5 separate regions of the Mus musculus genome follow, and all the other regions are linked to region 4. The links are chromatin contacts, called in public HiChIP or PLAC-seq and promoter capture Hi-C maps. All regions are on one chromosome and are shown on one strand. Each heading gives the region's core, a stretch centred on a gene start, on an enhancer-like site or on the middle of the called end of the contact. The rest is flanking DNA. Distances are from core to core; before and after follow the strand shown. Region 1 holds the start of Slc35c1 (solute carrier family 35, member C1). Region 2 has its middle 25 kb from the start of Slc35c1. Region 3 holds the start of Celf1 (CUGBP, Elav-like family member 1). Region 4 holds the start of Mdk (midkine). Region 5 holds the start of Psmc3 (proteasome (prosome, macropain) 26S subunit, ATPase 3).

The links. Promoter capture Hi-C pulls out the DNA fragments that hold promoters and counts their contacts. HiChIP or PLAC-seq counts read pairs in DNA pulled down with a chosen protein or histone mark. Capture Hi-C pulls out chosen DNA fragments and counts their contacts.
Region 1: a contact with region 4 is called in a promoter capture Hi-C map of liver. The contact joins the promoter of Slc35c1 here to the promoter of Mdk in region 4. A contact is called at or near these places in 1 of 39 promoter capture datasets (the C10 cell line), 1 of 484 Hi-C or Micro-C datasets (uterus), 6 of 115 datasets of contacts at active chromatin or transcription factors (embryonic stem cells, large pre-B cells and neural tube) and 1 of 9 other capture datasets (liver).
Region 2: an H3K27ac HiChIP or PLAC-seq map of microglia shows a contact between it and region 4, with 5 times the contacts expected there. The contact joins the enhancer-like site here to the promoter of Mdk in region 4. A contact is called at or near these places in 2 of 39 promoter capture datasets (pre-B cells and stem cell-derived epiblast-like cells), 1 of 484 Hi-C or Micro-C datasets (CD4 T cells), 2 of 115 datasets of contacts at active chromatin or transcription factors (embryonic stem cells and microglia) and 1 of 9 other capture datasets (liver).
Region 3: a promoter capture Hi-C map of liver shows a contact between it and region 4. The contact joins the promoter of Celf1 here to the promoter of Mdk in region 4.
Region 5: a contact with region 4 is called in a promoter capture Hi-C map of liver, with 2.2 times the contacts expected there. The contact joins the promoter of Psmc3 here to the promoter of Mdk in region 4. A contact is called at or near these places in 3 of 39 promoter capture datasets (cranial neural crest and liver).

What each region holds. Positions count from the first base shown.
Region 1 is chr2:92,456,675-92,461,376 of GRCm38.p6, reverse strand. It overlaps Slc35c1 (solute carrier family 35, member C1), which reads left to right and starts at 1,583. Exons shown (of 2, transcript NM_211358.2): 1 at 1,583-2,710. The coding sequence starts at 2,179.
Region 2 is chr2:92,482,632-92,487,103 of GRCm38.p6, reverse strand. No RefSeq gene overlaps it. Among named protein-coding and RNA genes, the nearest start is that of Slc35c1, 25 kb to the right of the region's middle. Within about 2 kb of position 2,208, at least 75 of the 459 cell types and tissues checked have an H3K27ac peak or open chromatin away from gene starts, as enhancers often do. A contact at or near this core is called in microglia, where this site is marked.
Region 3 is chr2:90,938,577-90,943,328 of GRCm38.p6, reverse strand. Celf1 (CUGBP, Elav-like family member 1) reads right to left here and starts at 2,932. Exons shown (of 14, transcript NM_198683.2): 1 at 2,688-2,932.
Region 4 is chr2:91,929,419-91,933,566 of GRCm38.p6, reverse strand. Mdk (midkine) reads left to right here and starts at 1,708. Exons shown (of 5, transcript NM_001012336.2): 1 at 1,708-1,873; 2 at 2,119-2,195; 3 at 2,313-2,471; 4 at 2,588-2,749; 5 at 3,452-3,762. The coding sequence starts at 2,120. The coding sequence ends at 3,477. Dgkz (diacylglycerol kinase zeta) reads left to right here. Exons shown (of 32, transcript NM_001166597.1): 32 at 42-740. The coding sequence ends at 158. It overlaps Gm39876 (a long non-coding RNA gene), which reads right to left and starts at 1,350. Exons shown (of 2, transcript XR_866530.3): 1 at 1,268-1,350; 2 at 1-930. It overlaps Chrm4 (cholinergic receptor, muscarinic 4), which reads right to left. Exons shown (of 2, transcript NM_007699.2): 2 at 3,738-4,148.
Region 5 is chr2:91,051,077-91,055,367 of GRCm38.p6, reverse strand. It overlaps Psmc3 (proteasome (prosome, macropain) 26S subunit, ATPase 3), which reads right to left and starts at 1,352. Exons shown (of 12, transcript NM_008948.2): 1 at 1,037-1,352; 2 at 710-793; 3 at 264-389. The coding sequence starts at 1,120. It also overlaps Gm13778.

The sequences.
Region 1 (4,702 bases), core at 334-2,833, 530 kb before region 4:
TCATGTCTAGGTATGTGTGCCCAAGCCCCCCTTTTTGAAACAAGTCTCACTAAATTGCCCAGGCTGGCCTTGAATTTTATCCTGTAACTCAGACAGGCCTTGAACATTTTTTGTTTTGGTTTGGTTTTGGTGTTTCGAGACAGGGTTTCTCTGTGTAGCTCTGGCTGTCCTGGAACTCACTCTGTAGACCAGGCTGGCCTCAAACTCAGAAATCCGCCTGCCTGCCTCTGCCTCCCAAGTGCTGGGATTAAAGGCGTGTGCCACCACTGCGCGGCTGAGCTTTTGATCTTCCTATCTCAATTGGGATTACAAGCCCTTTACCATCAGGCCCTACTAATAAAATAGTAATTGAAATACTTTAAGCGAGACATCTTTATAACCAACCACATAAGCAATAAGTCTGGAACCCACTGTGTTAGCCATTTCCATAATAAAACCAGCTCAACCTAGGGCAAACTTGCCTGTCCAACAATGGTGCTAGGGAGAAACCAGAGAAAAGTCAGCCCTTCCAGATGCCCAGGTGTAAAAGACCTGGAGCTAATGGCCCACTCAAGCCTGGTTCCCGGGACTGAGAAGGGTACTCTCGTAGGGGAGTGGCGGCATCCGCAGTTCTCCCAACCACGCCCTTCTGGAAGCACCAGCTTGGACCCATAGGGCCAAAGATGCATCTTGTCAAGGGATGCGCCAAACGACAGTAACAGAATGGAGGAGTCCCAGGCTAGCTGGGGTGGAGGGTGGGAGATGGCGTTGACCTTAGATAAAGGAAAGAGGCTTTCTTGATGGGCTCCCGTGGGTAATCGCCCCACCTTGCCCAAAGCCCGACGTGGCAGGAAGTCGTACTGGGGGCGCGGCTTGGGCAGCGTTGCAAGTTCAGCCGAGGGTGGTGCTGCAGGTGCACCCGAGGGCACCGCCGAGGGTGAGCACCAGGTCCCTGCATCAGCCAGGACACCAGAGCCCAGTCGGGTGGACGGACGGTACGTTCTGGAAGGGAAAGGGCCCCGGGAAGGGGATACAGCATTGAGAAGCTCAGAGGCTTTGGTCTGGGCATCCAGAATGGACTTTATCTGGAGGAGGTGACATGGCTTCTCGCCTCTGGAAGTGCTGCTTGGATCTCCGGGACTTCATGTCCTGACTAGGTCTGGAAGCGGTGAAAATAGGGGTAGGAAAAAAGGAGAGGACTGCAACAAGGTCTTCCCGAGTGGCCTGAGCTCGAGGGACGAGGGAGGTGCAACGGTGGGGAGCCGGGCGCAAGGGCTGGGCGGAGGGAGGGGGGGGGTCTCCCTAAGCAGAAAGGTGGTATTCCATTTTCTGGGTAGATGGTGAAGATGCACCTGACCGAGTCTGGTCGATCTGAAGATATCAGGGGAAAAGATAGTGCGGGTGGAGGGGAGAATGACAGAACCTTCCAGAAAATGGGAGAGGCTATAGCACTTGCAAACCCTTCCCTGATCTCCGGGGACTCCCGGAAGAAGAGGGCAGGTCTGTGGGCATAGGTGCAGACTTGCCGGGGAGCTCTTGACGGCCGCGGGAAGTGGCAACGGCCTGCGAGCTGGCCCTTTAAGGCGGCTCGTAGGCGTGTCAGGAAATGCGCGCAGGGCCCGCCCTGCTCGGTAAGTGGCCCGGGACCCGCGTCGCTGAGCCGGAACTTGAATTCGGCTCGTGGCAACCGCAGGGCCTTGCTCCGGTCAGGCCCCTGTCCGTGTCCCTCGAGACGCCTTCCTGAGCCTCGGTGATCTCCCTGCAGCACGCCCTCCTTTCGGCTCTGCGGGTGCTTCCGGGGGTTCCCGCAGCCCATGCTTCCCACGCGGTCCGCGTCCAGTTATTTCCTCCTCCGCTCCGTCCTTCCTTCGCTCTCTCGCTTCCTTTCTCCCTGCGACTCACGTGTCCCCTGTCCTCAAACTGGCCATGGCTGTCAAAGCCCACATCCTTAGTTAGGCCCCTTCTCCCTTCCCTGGGTCTTGTTTCGTGACACCACCTCCCTCCCCCGCCCCGGGAGCGAGCAAGATGAGGAGCGGTGCACCTCGGCAAATCCGGAAGCAGAACTTCATCCAAGAAGGAGGGGACCGATAGGTCATCCCATGTGACAGTTGAAGGCTGCAGCCACAGACCCTAGCTGCTTGAAGCCCTGTAGTCCAGGGACTGCTTCTGGCCGTAAGGTGACCCAGCTCTTCTGCCACCATGAACAGGGCGCCTCTGAAGCGGTCCAGGATCCTGCGCATGGCGCTGACTGGAGTCTCTGCTGTCTCCGAGGAGTCAGAGAGCGGGAACAAGCCATTTCTGCTCCGGGCTCTGCAGATCGCGCTGGTGGTCTCTCTCTACTGGGTCACCTCCATTTCCATGGTATTCCTCAACAAGTACCTGCTGGACAGCCCCTCCCTGCAGCTGGATACCCCCATTTTTGTCACCTTCTACCAATGCCTGGTGACCTCACTGCTGTGCAAGGGCCTCAGCACTCTGGCCACCTGCTGCCCCGGCATGGTAGACTTCCCCACCCTAAACCTGGACCTCAAGGTGGCCCGAAGTGTGCTGCCGCTGTCAGTGGTCTTTATCGGCATGATAACCTTCAATAACCTCTGCCTCAAGTACGTAGGGGTGCCCTTCTACAACGTGGGACGCTCGCTCACCACCGTGTTCAACGTTCTTCTCTCCTACCTGCTGCTCAAACAGACCACTTCCTTCTATGCCCTGCTCACCTGCGGCGTCATCATTGGTGAGTGGGACTGGGGGCGTGGGGAGCAGGAATCGTAAAGATCAATACCACATTACTCATTATCTGTCCCAGGTCTTTTGCACCACCAGTCATAGGGAGAGACCTGTAGAGAACAAATAACTTCCTTACTGTGACTCAGTAAGTTAGGGATCCAGCCAAGGTGAACATAATAATGTTAGGCAGACACTACAGCAAAGCCAGCCAGACACTCAGATCTAGCTAAGCATTTGAGCCATGTTAATGTAACGGATCCCCATTACAAGGTATAATATAGCTGCGTTTTATGGAGAGAAACCCAAGGCACAGAGAAGCTAAGTAGCTGGGATCACACAGGTAATCACTGACGTAGCAGAAATTTGCACATAAGCAGTTACCTCCATAGGTTACACTCTTGACCAACACACCACTGTTCTCAAGAGGTCAAGGGTGAACTCAGGTCATCACAATTGGCACAAGTACCTCTACCCACTGAGCCATTTCAGTGGTCCAGTCAATATGTGTGTGCTTTAAGAGGCTTTAACTACCTTCTCAGATGTGACCATAAGTAATTAATTACCGATAGGAGCGTTGTGCTGATCATTACACTTGTAGCATCCTCTTTATTGTACCCATAAGCTCTCTGAGTGGCGGCATCTCTGTGAAACTGCAGCTCGGAGAGGCTGCGCTCCTTGCCACAGCCCCACAACTAAGAAGCAGATAGTCTGGGACGCAGTCCCCAGTTGGTCATACTCCCTGGCCTGTGTTTCAAGCCAGTCTGCTTTGCTCCTGACCCTTGGGAGTTAGCGCAATGAAAACCAACACTATCACTACAGTCTAAATGTGCTTTTAAATGAAAGCCCAGGAACTTTGAAGCATCCGGCCCCTTAACGGCAGCCACTATGTCCTGATTCCGCCAACATCTTTTCAGTGCCCGGCAGTCACATGGAGCAAGGGCCTCTTGGCTTGGACAGCATGTGTTAGGGAACATGTTTGCCACTTTGAATGAATTTAGTGGCTGCTGGGTTACAGAGACCAGGGCATCTTTCCCCTCAGAGTCCTGAATGAACGAAAAGCAACCTTCATTTGTACCTGCTCTGGATTTTAGTTCGTCTTGTTTGGCCTATTTAGATGTCCCTGGTGTCTCTGAGGCCCAGGCTGGGTGCTCTAGATGTAGGGACCAGGCCAACCTGTACTGTCTTCCCTAGAAACATTGCCCTGGTTGGGCAGCTCCTGGATCCAGGGTTAAGGGGTCTGGGCGGAGAGAGGTCAGATAGTGGCAGGATGCCTCCCACTGCCCCCACATACATACCCTAAGAGATCTGGTACTCCTCCTTCCAGCCTACAAGCTACCGTGGGGTCCCACTTCAGTCCACCAGCCCTGCCAACGTTAGAGGGGATGGGCCTCCTAGTAGGAGAACTTACATGCAGGAAGGTACAGTCTCTGGAGAACCTGAGCCCGGGTCCCCAAAGGGACAAGTAGCTGATAGTGAGGCAGCTGAGCCCCATGGCGGCCTGCCCAAGTGGCACGGGAAAGTGGAGCTCTCTGCTGCCCCCACTACTGGCCCCATCTCTTGGCTCTCCCCTCCCTTCCTCCTGTGGAGAAGGCCCATCTCTGGAAAGGCCTCCTAGACATGCGGCACTTTGCAAAGCCTGTCGGGCTCACAGCCCCTCTAGGGTCTAGGACCTTGAGAATGAAGAATGGAGTCACTTCTAGACTCTAGTGGTAACCACCAGGAGGTACAGGGTGCTCTGACTGTGCAGGGAAACCCACCGTGGGCTCTGCTGAGCCAAGTGCCTGTGAGGCTGGAGAGTCTGGTGCCCTTGTTCTGAGATAGCATCTTGCTATGTTGCCCTCAAGTCCCAGGCAACTGGGGCTGCAGGAGCACCACCTTGCCTCTCTCCAGCTTCTTGAAGACTTGTACCTTTCTCCTAGCAGTCTCTATCTGCTCTCACTCCATCCATTGAGCAGCTATTAGCTTGTGGCCAAGTATTTTCCAGGCCCTGTACTGAGTT
Region 2 (4,472 bases), core at 959-3,458, 550 kb before region 4:
TTAGAGAGAGAAACAAGTCCTCCCTGCCTTCAGTTGTTAGGAAAATAGTCTGTGTGTTGCCTCACTGGGTCTCCAGGGGCTCCTGTCTGAGCCTCTGTGTCCTCAGCTGGGAGGGACAGGGATAGTAAGTCATGGCCAGCCTGTGAATTGGACCAGAGGGCAGTATGAAAGGGGATTCGGAGTTTGCTGTGGACAGCTCCATGTCTTAGTGACCATCTGCACCCTCAGGGGACACTTCGCAGGTCTCTGTCCTTGGGTGACCATGGCACAGTCGTGTTTAACCCCCTTTGGGAGACAGAAGTTTGCAGGTATCTGGATGCATAGAAAGGAGAATCAACTTCTGAATGTGGATTTAAGTGAACTTTGACCCGTACTGTTAATGAAAACAAGGCACACACATGCATGCTCACTGGTGACACCTTAGAATCAATCCCCTAGCCTCCAGGCTCAGCCCCACCAGACCCTTTGTAGTTGAGCCTGTGGTTCCACAACTGTCCACAAGACGGCGCTCCCACTCTAGTAGTCCCCGGACCCTAATGCATTGCTATTCAAAACGGAGCCAGGACTTGGTTGTCAAAAGAGAGAAAACGCGGCTGCGGAGGGGAGGGCGAGTGTTCTAGCTCCCACCCAGTGATCCCTGCCCTATTTCTTACAGCGAATTATGGTCTGAAACAGGGAGTCGGGAAAATCTGTAGTCACCATCCTGTTTGGAGCTTAAAGACAAGGGAAGCCAAAGTTATGAAAAGTGAGTTTTCGGGTTTTTCAGACGATCCCTCAGTTACTGACTCTGTGGCCACAAGTAGATTACGTAGCTTCTCTATCCCTCTGTTTCCTCAGTTCCTCCCCAGTTTCTGTGCAAACCCACTTAACATCTACAAGTGTCTATATATTCAGATCACTGGCTGCTTTCCTAATGCAGGTCTCATTTCAGCAGCGACACACACACACACACAGAGGCACACACACATAAGCACAGGTACACACACAGAAGCACACATGTGTGCAAATTAACATGCACACACATGCACAGGTACACATATACACCCAACAAGGCCTCCCTGACCCTCTCTGCTGATACTTCTTGTGACATGAAACCGTCACATTGCTTGGGAAATTTGTTTTGTATGTTGATTTAGTCTTCTCCTGGACGGCGCACTTTTAATGGAAGTAAGACCTGAGTGTCCTCGTCCCTGAAAGGCGAGGACGCGCATGATATCTGGTGGATCCCAAAGCCCAGGCAATCTCTCCCGCTCTGCCCAGCCGGCGGCGGCTTTAGCTCTGTGCTGGTGCTGCCCTCCAGTGGCGCTGGGCCCATGACACCTGCTTTTTTTAGTGTCCAAGCGTAATCTTTTCATCCCCTCTATCTACATGGGTCCACCACTAGCCCCGAGGCTCTGTAGAAAGTGGTGGAGAAGGTGGGACCTTGTCTCCCAATGATCATCTCACCTAAGTCTGAATTGCAAGCCCCTGAGAAAAATAAGCTTAATGTCAGAAGACCCCTTGGGGCCGACTTAATAAATACGGTGTCTGTCTTTACATAAAACCCTGCAGGGGCCAAGCCAGTCTGACTCTATTTTACTGATGAAACTCTAAGACCCAGCATCATACAAAGATAAAATTGTCTGGCCTGGGACTGAAGAGATGGCCCAGCCGTTAAGAAAGCTTGCTGTTCTTGCAAAAGATCCAAATCCGGCCCTCAACATTTCCGTCGAGCTACTCACGACGACGATCTGGAACTCCAGCTCCAGGGCATCCGACACCCTCTTATAGCCTCTACAAGCACACACAAACACGAGGCATACGAAGAAATAAAAAATAAAAAATTTAATTGCCTGTCCTAAAGGACCTGAGAACTCGCTCCTCCACCCTCCACCTTCCAGGCACAGGGCAGCTGCACCTTGTGCAAAACCGCGGCCGCATAAACCGGTCCCTGGAGTGGTATCTTTCTTCTGTAAGACTGCCATTTCTTTTTCCCCTCGACATTGTCACTAAATATTTCACTGAGGATCTGCAGGAAATTAGGGCGGGCCGTCTTCATAGGGTCAAGTCGCATCTTTCTTTCCAGAGTTATTGGTTTTTCGGGCCACCATTTCATCACTTATAGAGCGCTCAGATGACAACGTTACAAGACACAGATAAGAGATTCCCATGTCGGTGGCTGTGAATGTGGGCAGTGGTAAGCTGGGGCAGGATTCGCTCACAGAATTTACAAACTGCGACGCGCGTAAAAGAGAGCGCATGCGCTGCCGCTTTGCCTATGGCGGGTTTGCAGTCCCCATTTAGTAACCCACTTGGCGCCTCCAACTCACGGAACTTGGGCAACGCTTGGGAGGCTGTTCTGGTGGTTTTGTTTGTTTGGTTTTTACAGAGACTATTGCTTTGTGATCAACTTCACTCAAGCAAATTACACAAAGCCACATAGTTTCGGTTTCAGACAGGTCTCACCCTACTGCGTTTCCCTGGTTCTGCCCTCACCACCATCACCACCACCACCACCACCACCACCACCACCACCACCACCACCAGAGGAGGTGGGATAAAGAAGACTAACTTAGCAAATTCCAGCCAATGCCAGGCCGTGTGAGAGTTGGCTGTGACTGTGTCCCCTGCATATAATTTGGTTGGCCCAGCTGTCAGGACAACTGGTGATGCTGCACGCTGAAGAAGGGGGGCCACCCATCCCACCTGAGGGGCCGGAAGGGGCTTTTGGTTCGTGTTGGGTGGGGGAGGATAGAAAGAGACCATAGGAAGAGAGACAGTCTGAGTTTGAAGTATGTGTAGGGTTATCTACGTTCCTACACTGCCAAGAGGGGCTCCTCAGCCCAGCCTCTGGGGCTTGGCCCTCTAACCTTCCCAGGCTAGCCCCAAAACAGGGCACTCTAGGGAAGAAAAGGGACAGGCAGCCAAGCCAAACTTTGAACCAACTGGTTTTGCTTGCATATAACCTTGAACAAACCTCTCTGCAGACTCTGTCTCCCTGCACCTCAGTTTCTCCCTCCCTCTTTAGAATGGGGAGAACAGTATCATCTGCTCCCCAGAATAAAGCAAACGAATCACAAGAATAGCCCTCCTAAGGGAGGGCAGGAGCCCGGCTCTGACTTCTCACCTCTGAACTGGGTCTGCCTGAAGGGGAGATGGACCAGCTCCAGGGGCCTCTTCACTCTCAGCTGCCCCAATTAGCCTGCTCCTCCCAGCTGCCCCCTTCCCAACACCGCGGAAAAGATGCAGGAGCACTTAGTGAGTATAGGAGGTTGGGGATTGTCTTAATCAGGATTTCAAAACACCACGACCAACTTGGGGAAAAAAGGGTTTATTCAGTTCACACTTCCACATTTCTGTTCATTACCAAAGGAAGTCAGGACAGGAACTGAAACAGGACGGGATCCTGACATCAGGAGTGGATGTAGACACCACAGAAGAGTGCTGCTTACTGGTTTGCTTCCCCTGGCTTGCTCAGCCTGCTCTCTTGTAGAACCCAGGACCACCAGTCCAGGGATGGCACCACCCACAATGGGTTGGGCCCTCGCCCTCTTGATCACTAATTGAGAAAATAAATGCCTTATAGCTGGATCTCATGGAGGCATTTTCTCAACTGAGGCTCCTCCCTCTTTGATGACTCTAGCTTGTGTCTAGTTGACACAGAACCAGGGACACTCGGGTGTCCCACTTGTCCAGTCCCTCACTAGTAAATAGCATCAGCTAGGGCAAAGGTCGTGGCCAGAGCTGGGACTTGCTGCCTGGAAGAAAAGGGGCTTTACTTCCTTTCAAGATCCCAGCTCTCCTCAGAGCTCTAAATCCCCAGATTACCAGACCTCAACGTTCCCATCTGAAAAATGGGATGCCTTAGATTCTCTTGCTGTTTCAACTTTGACTGCCCCGGATGTCTGAACTTGGGGCTCTCACCCCTCCTAGTCCTCCAATATGTTTCTTTGTCTCCCCTTCTTGTGTCTGTTCTGTCATGAACCCCTCTATTTCCCCTCTGCTGCTCAGAGCTCTCAGGCCCTGCCTAGATACATCTGTGACTCCACACACTCTTGTTCTCTTTTCTCTCATCAGCCTCAAGTCTGCTGTGGTCTGGTGCCCCTCCTCATTACTGCGACCCTTCTCTATGCCTGGGCTTCCACACTGATCTGAAAGGTTTCAGGTTTGAGATTCAAGAGGGACACTGAGGCAGATTGTCCTTTGGGTAAGAGGGTCATCAAAAAAGTTGCTGATGCTGTAGACAGAGCACTCTGAAGAAAGATTAGGCACTTCACACAAGGGCCCCTTCTACACTGAAGACGGATGGTGATTATGCAATGCATGATTGATAGGTAGTTTGTGGTATGTGTTTACAGTCAGGCTGCCTCTCAGGGTGAGAGGTCTAGTGTCTGTACTATAAAATCAACTCTGAGGACAGAGAGCAGGCATCTAGGAAAAGAAAAAAAAAAAAGTTAATGGAAGAGATTTGTAAGATGACCCAGCCCTCAGTT
Region 3 (4,752 bases), core at 1,683-4,182, 990 kb after region 4:
AGATGGCTCAGAGAATCCGAGTCACATCTCCTACAATTTCTCTAACTCCAACTCCTGGGGGTCCCAGCATTCTCTTCTGACCCTCCTGGGCAGTATGCATGTGTTATACAAACAAGCTGATGAAACACCATATACTTAAGAATAAAACATGGCTAGTAAAGCCTACCACCTACTATTAAAGCTACATCACAGCCAGGCGTAGTGACACACTTGTTTTTCTATAACTTATGAGACGGGGCAAGAGGTCAGGAATTCAAGATGGGGGAAGGGGACAACACAACCAAGCTGATTAGGATAAGTCTACTTTGGTAAATAATAAATGCTTCTCCACCATGTACAAGACAGGCATGGTGGCATAGACCAGTAGTCCAGCACTTGGGAAACTGAGGTAGAATTACAGGGAATTTCAAGGTCAGCCTGAGCTGTAGAAAATGAAGATCCTACCCCTAGGAAAAAAAGAAAAGGATGTGGACTAGGGAAAAAACTCAGTGGAAGACAGCATGCCTATCAACTGTGGGAGGCCAAGAGCTGCATTCCCAGTAACACAAAAGAACACACACTGACAAAAGAAGGCTAAAGTGATGAAGACAAAGTTGGAAAGATGCGGCAGTATACACCGTAATCCCAGCACTTGGGATGTAGGCCAGTGAGGACTTCATAGGAAGACCCTGTCTTGGGGGGGTTGGAGGGGCCCACAGGGTAAAGTTGTACACATACACACCCATTTTAACAACAATCTCCGAAAGGTAAGATTTTTTTCCCATTTGAATTACCAGTATGTTTTATAATGAATCTGCAACTTCTGTAACAAGAAAAGTATGCAGACATCTTTAGAACATAAGTCATTCTGGCTCCAATTTTCACTATCTGCCCAGCAGCCCACAGGTACAATCATTGGTTAACTAACACTAATGGACACCAATTTCTAGAGGATTGTGGAGATTAAAACAAGGATCATAATAAAAGAATGACTTGACCAACTAGTAACCTACTGCAAAAAGATTTGAAAATTGTGTAGATTTTCTAACTTCAAGCCCAGAGCCCTTGCCATTCCATCACATCTTAAATCTGCATCATTGCTCATGATAGTGTGATAGTGTTGTGAATTTTTTTTTACAAAGGCAAAGCAAGCAAACCTTTGGTGGGAGATGTTTTAAAAGCACTTGCTATAATAACCTTGGGCAAATAAGTCACTTTCCTTTGTGAGAAAGCCAAAGCACTGAAGAAAAAAAAAAAAGCAACCCTTTCAACTGTAACAGCCCCTCTTGCTAATGGATCCTTGGGAAAAGAAAACCCAAAGGGTAAGAATGAATGAGAGGATGGAGACGTAGGCTCTGGAGCCAAGAGCCATTCTTAAGAGAAACAGGTGGTGGAGAAGAAGAAACCAAGAGAACTCATAAGCTTGCCAGCTAAAGTAACAGCTGCAAATCCCAGCTTTGCTTTACCATAAGCATGGCTTTCAATCCTCCCTAGGTCATGATCAGAAACCACACTCTCAGGCAATAAAACTACTAATATAAAAACTAGTATAGAGAGAAAAAAAAAATCAGTGCCGTTGCAGTTGGTCCATTCTAACCTCCATGATTTTCCAAGTACACTTGTTAATGCCAAAACCAAAAAGAACTCTAAGCAATTCCATCTGAAGACACCGTCATTCTAAGGATCTAAAAAGAAACAAACTGGAAAAAGTGAAAAAGTGCAATTCAAACCTCTTCAACTCAGAGACTAGAAGACAGAGAAGAGATCTTTTAAAGGTTAAGTTCCTTTTAAGTGTGTGCAAAGGGTGTTTGTAACCTCCTAACAATGCAGACATTATCAACAGAGTCTATGCTCTTTAAAACTGTTCAACAGCTTTTATATACAGCATTAACTCTGAGCACCAGAAAGAGATTCTGTTGTGCTAAACCAAGCTCTGACCAAAATCTCACACTTTCTCCCCGGAATCAGTCTCTAAACCAATGAGAAGCTCCTTAAAAAGCATATGCAATGGTCGGAGAAAATTAAAACAACATCCTGTCAGAACCACCACAACCGAGACACCACTACCGACTTTAAATCCAAAGCCTGGGACCTAGCGAAGAAGGCACCCTCCAGAGCCGTCCCCGCTCCTGGGTGCGAGATTCGAGCCCTGCTACTAGGCCTTGACTGGGCGAGCGAGCACCTGATGTGGGGGGTAGGGCGAGCCAAAGCGGCCCCAGGGCGAGAACTGCAAGAGCTCCGGAGGATCGAGAGGAGCGCTGCCTTCTAGGGGCGGGAATCTAGGACACCCCCGGGGGTGGGCACGAAGAACACGTGGGGCGACAGGGTCAGGGAAGCGGCGTCTCGGGTAGACAGCCGCGATCTCGCCCAGCGGACCCGGAGAGGAGGACTCGGGTGCGGTGCAGGAAGCAAGCCCTCGGGGCCGGGAGAGTGGAGGCAAAGGGCAAGGGAGCCGGGGCCAGGCCACGAGGAGGGCGGGTCTCCCTGGGAGCAGGGGCACGCGCCGGGCGGACGCGAATGGGCCCCCGAGTCCCGAGCAGTCCGCGGCCTGGTCCCCGGGGTGCGGGGAAGCGGGAGCGACCGCACCCGGAGGGCCCTGTGACCCGTAGCCGCCCGAACCTGACCCGCCCCGCGGCGCCTCCCTCCAGCCTCCCTCTCTTTCCCTCCCTTCATCCCGCGGCCCGTTATCCTGCGGCCGCCGCACTCACCAGCGGCTGCACCTGAGCCCGCCGCTGCCTCAGCTGCTGCCTTGCTCCTCCGCAGCCGCCGCTGCCTCGCTGCTGAGGCCGAATCCCGGGGGAGCCTCCGCGTCCCGCCGCCGCCGCCGCCTCTGCCGCTGCCGCTGCCGCCAGAGCAGAACACCCCAAAATGGCGGCACTTCCGGCACCTACCACCGGCGGGGAGGGCCGCCGCGGAGGGGGCGGGCGGCGAAGGGGAACGTACCACCGCGGCGCCGCCCGCCAGCGCCGAGCCGAGCCGAGCGCCGCGCAGGGGCGGGCGGAGGGCCGGCGCTGCAGCGCCCCCTCCGGCCGGGGAGTGAAGGAGCAGTCGCTCTGAAACCCTGGGGGCCGCGGGCGGAGCCCTCAGCCCTGGGAGCTGTAGGGGTGCATCTCTTTGTCTCAGAGCTGCACTGGAGGGAAGACCCCGGCCTGGGAATCTGAAGTTCTTGCCTCTGCGCACCGCACTAGCTGCACCTCTGGCGGGCAAGCAACGCAGCTTGGCAATGAAAAATACACATAATAAATATCGAATGAATGAATGAATGAATGAATGAATGAATGAATGAATGAATGAATGATGGGTGCTTGGCTAACACTGGACGCAGGGCACACCCTTTCTTTTTGCACATCAGCATACAGACAACTGTATCCAGGCCTTCCTTCTGATGGAATGTGTGTTGCAAGCTTTCAGAGTTAGGGAAGTGCCTGTACAGAGATGTTCAACTGCATGCATGCGCAATCTGGCAAAAATCCCTGCGGCACCAGAAAGCTCTTAAGTATTCTATTAAGAGACTACCCAGTCCAAACCTACTCTTCTTGGGAAAAAAAATAACAATTAAAACACTTTTTACGAATCCAGCACCCCCTTTTAGGATTCGGTATTCCTAACCTGCATCTAGCTGGATTCACGCATTAAGTGTGTTGTTTATTACACAAAGTCAGTGAAATGTGAGACAATGAAATGCAGATTGAGAAAACTTAGTTCTGGGAGGTCAGGGCTCCATCAATTTACAAATTACTCATGAGTTGGCAATTATTTCTCTTTATCACTTAGCTTCCTAAAGCAAAATATATATCCACAAATGCCGGTTATACCCTACCCTACCCTACCACACTCACTAAGGCAGCCCCCACCCCTGCCCCAAGCAGCAGCCAAGAGTTTTCCCCTGTGCTAGAGGCACAAACAATCATGTAGATCAAAACAATTAGCCCCTAGGTTGTTCATTATCAAATTACCTAAATTGTACTGTAAAGCTTTGGTTGTTTTTTGTTTTTTTTTTTTTTTGTTTGTTTTGTTTTTTTGAGAGTTTCTCTGTGTAGCTCTGGCTGTCTTAGAACTCCCTCTTGTTACTGAGACTGACCTCAAACTCACTTGGTGATCCGCCTGCCTCTGCCTCCCCTAAATGCTGGGATTAAAGGCGTGTATCGCCACACCCGGCCTGTTCGTTCCAATTTTCAAATTGGTTTTCTACCTTCTTGTTGTTGATTGATGGGAATGGAGTTAGAGATGTAACTTGAATTAGTTGCATATAGATGGATACGTTAGGAAAAATTAGAGTGGTTATGAAAGATGGAACACTGGTATTTTTAACTAGTTCTTGAATAAGACTCTTGGCAAAAAAAATAACTGTTAGGAGAAAAAATTAGTCCTGCTGGTAATGGAAGATTTCTAAGAGTCGTTAGGGTTACTGCAGAGAATTTATTTCATTGGAGGGATAATGATGAAAATAATGTTTGCGTTGTTAGGGTCTGAGAATTTGGGAATAATCCACTATGAAAACCAAGTTTTGAGCCAGCAAAATGTTTCTTTATTCAACTTTATTCAAAGGCTGATATATCAGGGAGACGGCGGGGTTCAGGATCCAAAACTATGTCAGTCAGGGGCAGAACAGAACAACTTTTTGCTCCTGTACTTTTTTCTTTTCTTTTTAAAAGATTATATATATTCTAGCTGTCTTCAGATACACCAGAAGAGGGCATCCCATTACAGTGGTTGCTGGGAATTGAACTCAGGACCTCTGGATCTCTGGAAGAGCAGTCAGTGCTCTTAACT
Region 4 (4,148 bases), core at 459-2,958:
CCCTTTCCTAAGGCCTTGGGGGCCCTTCCACCCTTTTCCAGGGCGACACTCCCCGGCAGCGCGCTGAGAAGGCTCAAGACACAGAGCTCGCTGCCTACCTGGAGAACAGACAGCATTACCAGATGATCCAGCGTGAGGACCAGGAGACAGCTGTGTAGTTAAGGGGACCATGGATCAACAAGGGACACTACCAGAGGACTCTCCTTGCCCATCTCACTGCCACATTCCTGTCAGATGGCTATGGGGGGACCCTGCCACAGGGAAGGAGCCCCGTGCCACCCCCTGAGAAGCTGTTCAGATCTAGGGCTGGACTCTAAGGAGCTGGACTCTCACCTGTCCCTGGTTTCATGGGGAACAGGAAACAGGCTGGGCTGGCTGGTTCCCTCCCTTCAGGGCAGCCTCCAGCTCACCACAGCAGATGGAAGGGCTGGACAGAGCTCAGCATCGATGTCAGGGAGGCCTGCACTCAGCAGGACTTTCAAAAGCCACCTGATCCTTTGGGCTCTCTGGAGGGTTCTGGGTACCTAACCCTCCTCTCTGATCCACCCACCCTGGGCATCCCAGAAACTCAAGAGCCTGCTGTATTCACTTGCCCGCTGCCCTGCTTGGCACCTACCCTGGTCTTCCTCCTCATGTATCCAGCCATTTCATTTCGGACTGTATGGCCTGGGGTGGGGGGTGGGGCTCCCACGGTGACTTGTTTACAGCTGGGTGTGACTCAGTAAAGTGAATTTTTTTTCCTTTCTTGTTTTCTTTTTTTCTTGTTGTGGGGGACTCACATGAGCAATGGTGTGTGCTGGGTAATCCTTGGGGTCGGGGAAATGGCCACCAACATCTCAGATCACTTCGGGAGATGGGTCTGCCCCGATCCTGACCTCTGCCTAGGGCCTTAGGCTCACAGCGCCTGGGGCGGAGCTGATTTTCCCGCTCCTGCAGGGATGATAACAATGAAAGTAAAAGAGGTGGGGCGGGGGCCAGGCTTGGGTTCTTTGGTCTTTTGGCCCTGTGCCCTGGAGCAGTCCCCTCCCCCTGGCTTGTACTGGGGGGGGGGGGGGGGATCTGCTTGAGGTGAGCCTGAGGCCCCAGGGTCAGGGGTGGGCGGTTATCACCTCCGGGGGAAGCCCGGTCTGGAACTTCTCAGACAGCTCTTGTCAGCGACAAGATTTACCAAACTCATTTCTATGTGCTTCCCCATCCCCCCCAACGCCCTTCCCTCCTCCTCCTCCCCCAAACCTGCACTAGAAAAAGGCTCTCGAGCCTTGCTCACCCGGAGCCATCTGAGGTCCCAGGTACCCAGCTCCCTGCCACATCAGAGACCCTTCTTGCACTCTGAGTGAACTGATTAAAAAAAAAAAAAAAAAAAAAAAACCAAGCCGGAGGTGAGCCGGGCCTCGAAGGGAAGGTTCGCGGGTGCGGTGGCCGCCCCGAGCCTGTGACACCAGGACATACTCCCGGGGCCCGCGGTGGGCAAGCGAAGTGGTGACCTGAGAGCTGACAGGCTGCGAGAGGGAAAAGTATAGACAGGCCTAGACCAGGGGAAGGGGAGGGGATAGAGAGCTGGGCCTGCTACGAGGGGACCTGAGCCAGAAGCGCACTGGTAAAACCGAACTCCAGGACCAGAGACCCAGAGATCAGAGGTGAGAGGCACAGACGCGGGAGTCCCGGCTCGGCGAGGGGCGGGAGTGGAGGCGGGGACTAGGGGGGTCTGGGGAGGTGCGGGTTTGGGGGGAGGGGGCGGGTCCTTCCACGGGATGGGGGGAGGGGCGGGGGCCCATGTGACCGGCTCAGACCGGTTCTGGAGACAAAAGGGGCCTTAGCGGCCTTAGCGGGACAGGCCGGAGCGGGAGGGAGCGAAGCATCGAGCAGTGAGCGAGTGAGCGCACGCAGTGGCTGTGGCCCCAGTCCCTTCAGGCGGCTGCTCTGCCACCAAGGGGGCTGAGGTGGGGGTGGGGGTACGCTGAGACATCGGTTCCAAGTCCTCCCTCCGTCTCCCCCTTGTCGGTCCGACGTTTTGGGCCTGGAAAGTGGGACAAGTCAGTCAAGGGTGGGAGGTCCTTCCCGCGGTTCCTAGCGGAGAAGAGACTAGGCGAGAAACTCTAACCCAGGTTTTACCCCTAGGATGCAGCACCGAGGCTTCTTCCTTCTCGCCCTTCTTGCCCTCTTGGTGGTCACGTCCGCGGTGGCCAAAAAAAAAGGTGATGGGATAGGATGGGCTCAGGAGTAAAAGCTGGGGTGGGCAGGTGAGGCAGGCCGTGTGACCAAGTGCTGGTCCGGCACGCCATGTCCTTAACTTTGTTCCTTGCGCCCTGTAGAGAAGGTGAAGAAGGGCAGCGAGTGTTCGGAGTGGACCTGGGGGCCCTGCACCCCCAGCAGCAAGGACTGCGGCATGGGCTTCCGCGAGGGTACCTGTGGGGCCCAGACCCAGCGCGTCCATTGCAAGGTGCCCTGCAACTGGAAGAAGGAATTTGGAGGTGAGGTGGCGCGCGGGAGGAGGGCGGGAAGCCAGAGGGTATGTCCTTATAAACCGGAGGCAGGGAGGACATCCACAACCCTCCTGTCTCTCACCGTGGGGCCACTCTCCCATCAGCCGACTGCAAATACAAGTTTGAGAGCTGGGGGGCGTGTGATGGGAGCACTGGCACCAAAGCCCGCCAAGGGACCCTGAAGAAGGCGCGGTACAATGCCCAGTGCCAGGAGACCATCCGCGTGACTAAGCCCTGCACCTCCAAGACCAAGTCAAAGACCAAAGGTCAGCGAATATGGTGGGGTTGTGGGCCAGGCTACTCCATGCTCTGTCTCTGCAGAGCAGTCTTAAAGTTAGGAATGGGCAGGCACTTGAGGGCCACTCTCAGGAGATGCTAAACCCTCTGCCCAAGTAGGAACTACTCTTTCTGTTGGATCATCCGACCTGGGTTCCTGGGAAAGGCTTGTCTTTGTCAACTGAGGAAGGTGGGGTGGGATCAGGGAGGAGTTAACTCTGCGCTTAAAACTATGGAAAGGCTGTCCCAAAGGTACATGCTGCTACCTGACTCCCAACAGCTATTGAGGCCAGCAGGGCAGAGGTGACTCTGCCCATTTCCCCGGTGAGGAACTTGGAGTACTCTGATCCTAGATGAAAATAGAAAGTTGAAAGTCAGGCTTGGTAGCTCGTGCCTGTAAAAAGCGGCACTTCAGGACTGAGGCAGTAACACTGCCTTGAGTTCAAGGTTACAGACTGAGAGACTTGAGAGTCTGTCTTTAAAGGGGGGGGGGGGGCGCGAGGGTTAAAAAGTTGAACGAATAAAGAAAGGTTTCATATCACATGGCTGCCCTTTCCCACCACTTCCAGGTGAACTGGTCAGTCACCACTAGGGGGCAGGATTTTCTCTCCTTGATGGACATGTCTGCGTTGTCTGGTGAGTCCGAGCTAGGTCACCCACCGCACTAATGCATCTCCGTTATTGTTTTCCAGCCAAGAAAGGAAAAGGAAAGGACTAAGTCAGGAGGCCAGAGAGCCTCCGGCCTCGCCTGGAGCCTGAACGGAGCCCTCCTCTCCCACAGGCCCAAGATATAACCCACCAGTGCCTTTTGTCTTCCTGTCAGCTCTGTCAATCACGCCTGTCCTCTCACGCCCACACCAAGTGCCCAAAGTGGGGAGGGACAAGAGATTCTGGAAAGTGAGCCTCCCCATACCCTCTTTTGTTCTCCCCACCCTGATACTTGTTATTAAGAAATGAATAAAATAAACTCACTTTTTTCCAATAAAAGCTTCTTTTTTAATATATAAAAGCCCCTTCCCAGTTTGCCATGGAGCTCTGTCGGAGGTGGGAAGATGGGGAAAGATGGACTGAGGGGAGCTGAGGGCTATGAAGGAAGTGCTCCCTACAGCTCGTGGAAAAAGAGCAGAACATTTACAAAAAAAAAAAAAAAAAAAAAAAAAGTCTCCCAGGGACCCACAGGGCTGGGGTTAGGGAAGGGGACCTAGGTGACTCACTTGAACTCTGTCCCAGCTCATCAAGAGTTTCTGGTCCAGGCTACTGCAAGTCTGGAATTTTCTCATTGGGGATCCATGAGGGTGCTTGCTTGTGTCATTCGCCACTGTGGGCTGTATGGATCACCAAGTTCCCCACCATCACCTTTCCCTCCTTGGACCCATACCTCCCTCCGCT
Region 5 (4,291 bases), core at 103-2,602, 880 kb after region 4:
CCTTCCCTCCTCAGTCTAGCCTTAAGCTTAATAAACATAGATGATGTGTTAGGGGGTTGACAACACCTTTGTTGAGGTGCTGCTTCTGTTTGCAAAGTTCATCTGCCCCAAGAAGGAACAAAAGAAGAAAATGGCAGAAATCTGTGACACTTCTAAGGTCTTTGCAGACTTAAACATTGCTTTTTACACTCTACCCTATGGGCCCCATCCCTAGATGTCTCCAAGCCTCCTGCCTCCTCCTCTTCCCACACACAGACACACACCTCGATGACATTGGAGACAAGGTACGGCAGGGTTTTGTTCACTTTGATTTTCTCACTGTTCTCTTTGATTTTGTCTTTCATGGCTTGGAGTTCATGGGTGACTCGCAATACTTCACTCTTCATGATCTGGGATAAGAGAAAACCAATGTTCAACCCTGATTCAGCCTGCATTCATTACAGCCCTCTAATAGATGAGGTCCAGGTTACCCGGGAGACCCATCCAACCAGATCTCAGGCTTTCTGAAGGCCCAGCCTGTACATGTCCAAACTGCAGAGGTCAGGACAAGAGGCCAGTGGGAAAACCTCCTGACAAAGCGGCTGTGGGACAGGGCTAGGTATTTTCCATGGGTTTGAGTGTGAATTCATCCCTCTCTGAGCCTCGGGTTCCTCATCTGTAAAATGGAGATCTGAGAACTCCGCTGCCTGCACCGGAGCCAGGAGCCCACCTTGATCTCGCTGTCTAACAGCCGTGTGCGCTGGACAATCTCTTCCGTGGACATCTTGAGCACCTCCTCCCCAATGCCATCTTGCTGTTCAAATAAGAGAAGAAGTACTTATTTACTGTAACTCAGAGCTGCCATCCCACGGTCCCACAGCCCCCTCAGCGCCTGCTTCCTTAACCCAACAGCAGGATGAAGTCGGGACAACCCAAGAAGCTCTGCAACCAGTCCAGACCGGACCTGGCCTTCCAGCCACCTCCTTTCCCGGCCTCCAAGAACGTCTAACCTTATAGCCCAAACTTTGGGACGCCCCTCAGGTCTCCCAACACTCACCTCAGCTTCATCCCACACGGTCGCCATCTTCTCCTGCCGAGTCACTGGACTCTCGGGCGTCGGCAGCAGATTCATTTCCTGCATGAAGAGGCCGAAACTGGGAGTGCGCACGAGCCCCTGAGGGAGCCCAGCGCAGCCTTTCTCAACGTCTTCTCTCCACCCGTGGAGAACTTCACCCGCGATTCCTGACGCGACAGAACGGGTTCTGTCCGCGTCTCCGAGCGAATCTGCCGCTGGGACTCCACGAACCAAACCGAGGCTACAGGGCCCGCCCCGTGGCTCGCCGGTTGCTCCGGTTTGTGCGGGAGCGAGGGCTGGGCTGCTATTGGCCGGCGTACAGGCGGGGCGGGGCTTGCTGCACAACCGGAAGAGGCGGGAGGCAGGAGAAAGCCGCGGAGTCTTTCGGGAAATGCAGTTTTTAGCCTGGCGGATAACTGAAAAGGAGTTTGCACAGGTGCCGGTGCAATCTAAGAACCCAGGTAAACTTGGAATTCACGGATTTGCAAAATGTCCAGTGTGGTGGCGCATGCCTTTAGTCCCAGAACTCTGGAGGCAGAGGTAGGCGGATCTCTGAGTTTAAGGTTAGCCTGGTCTAGAGTGAGTCCAGGAGAGCTAAGGCTACACAAAGAAACTCTTGTCTCAAAAACCAAAAACAAAAGGGAGGGAGGAAGAGGGGGGGGGGAGAGGGAGAGAGAGAGAGAGAGAGAGAGAGAGAGAGAGAGAGAGAGAGAGAGAGAGAGAGAGAGAGAGAGAGAGAGAGAGAGAGAGAGAGAGAGAGAGAAAGAAAGAGAAAGAAAGAAAGAGAAAGGTTGAAAAGAAACTGCTAGGTTTGATGGCACATGCCTGTCATCACAGACACTGAGCCACTGCAAAGATGAAGCAGAAGGATTGCTGCATATTAAGGCCACCCTGTGCTACATAGTGTATTTCTAGCTATTCTGGTCACACTGTGAGTCTTAAACAAAAATAGCCTAACAAAACCCAGATAAACCATTGCTTCTACTAATATTAATGCAGATCTAACTGTCCACATAGGGAAGTTATTTTTGTTACAATGTACTGTATATATGTTTCTACTCTTGTTTAAAGTATTATATCTACACAACTCATGTGCTGTAAAGTTCTAGTCCTTTAAAAAATTTTATTTATTTATTTTGATTTTTCGAGACAGGGTTTCTCTGTGTAGCCCTGGCTGTCCTGGAACTCACTCTATAGACGAGGCTGGCTTGAATTCAGAAATTCACCTGCCTCTGCCTCTGCCTCTGCCTCTCAAGTTCTGAAATTAAAGGCCACCACTGACTGGCAGATTTATTTATTATTATAAATAAGTACACTGTAGCGATCTTCAAATGAACCAGAAGAGGGTGTCAGATCTCATTATGGGTGGTTGTGAGTCACCATGTGGTTGCTTGGGACTTTCAGAAGAGCAGTCTTACCTACTGAGCCATCTCTGCAGCCCAAGTTCTAGTCCCTGAAAGCTGCTATTACAAACTGTTTAGGATAATCTGAAAGGCAAGTTAGTAATTAGTTACCCATAAATAATGACATTTATGGTCATGTTAGATACTAGTTTAGTTAATTACAGAAATAAGCTTTATTTAGTCTAAAGATGTTTTCAAAGTTACACAGGTTGTAAATAGCTATAAACAAGCAATGCTTGCCTATTCAACATAGTCTATGTCGATAGATGGTCTTCAAACACTTCAGAGATCTATAGAATATGGCATTTAAGATGTCTTAATAACAAGGCTTTTTTTGTGAAATTGAGATGCATCAGCTCCTGGCATTACCTAAATATTATTTCAAAAAGATAATGGGCATTGAAGACCCTCCATATGGAGTTTGATTCATATGTGGCAAAGCTAGCCACCTGGCAAAAGACTGTCCTTGCTTCAATTGCTGACAACATGCTGTCTAAACCATGGACAGTGGGACACAGAGGAAGTCAACTGCCAAATGTTTCCAAGACAAGGTAGGCCAGTCCTTCATAATTCCCACTTCACAAAAAAGTGTGTCAGATCCAGGACAGCCAGGGCTATACAGAAAACCCTGTCTCAAAAAACAAACAAACAAACAAACAAAAAAGTGTGTCAGACATTGTGGCCTGTAGGCTGAAGATAGATACCCCACCACTGCAGAGGAACCTTGGGTGAAAACAAGGCAGCCAGCAGCCAGCAGCCAGCGGTCTCTGTCATTGCTGTAGTCTTGGAAGCTGCTTGCTCAGCACTTCCTGTTTTCTCGGGTCTCTGATGGGATTGAAGACTACATAGTTGCAGTCTCACATTAAGCTTAAGTTGTGAACGGTTTAAGAAAATGCTTTTAGGTCTAAGAAGATGTTTTTAGGTTAATACATGCAAGTTATGATAAAAGTGAATTAGGTACAGAACTTTGTACTCAACAAGATAAGATAAAGAAAGGTTACTTTCTTCAAGTTTGCCAAATATAAATGGACTGGACATTATGAATGTAATTTTTGTTTTTGTTTTTTTGGTTTTTCCAGACAGGGTTTCTCTTTGTAGCCCTGGCTGTCCTGGAGCTCACTCTGTAGACTAGGCTGGCCTCGAAATCCACCTGCCTCTTCCTCCCAAGTGCTGGGATTAAAGGCATGAGCCACCACTGCCCAGCATGAATGTAATTCTTACCTGATAGCTTTCATAATTGTTCTTATTGTATACAGTTTATTGATGTTAGAGAAAGAGCCTTTTATTGGACAAAGACAGGGAGAGTTTTAAGGTGATCTTTTTGTGCAATACAGTCTAGCCCAAACAAGGCACCAGAATCAGTAAAAGACCCTGTCTCAGGGGGTGAGAGGAAGCAAAAAGCAAGAAGATACTATTTAGACCTCTATCCTAGCCATGCTCATATCACACACACACACACACACACACACACACACACACACACACACACACAGGGAATACAGGACAGGAGGTGGGAAAGGATGGAAGATCTCAGCCTGTTTGGGTTTCTCATTATGAAGAATGACGGGACCGATCAGTTCTCTTGAGAGTAAAAGAGTAGTGGTGGTTGGGGAAAGATGGGAAAGACAGATGGTTTGAGAACATTGCAGTGCTGAGGGAAATTAGGACTCACCAGGGAACCATCCCAGCAGGAAGCTGAGATTCTGAGCCTGGCCTCAAGAAGAAAGAAAGCAGCTTGGGACATCAGGCCCATCGGGGCCTTGAAAGGGAAGAAAAAGCCCAGATCAAGGGATGAAGGAGGCCCTGCAGTCAACACTCTGGTGCCGGTACAAGC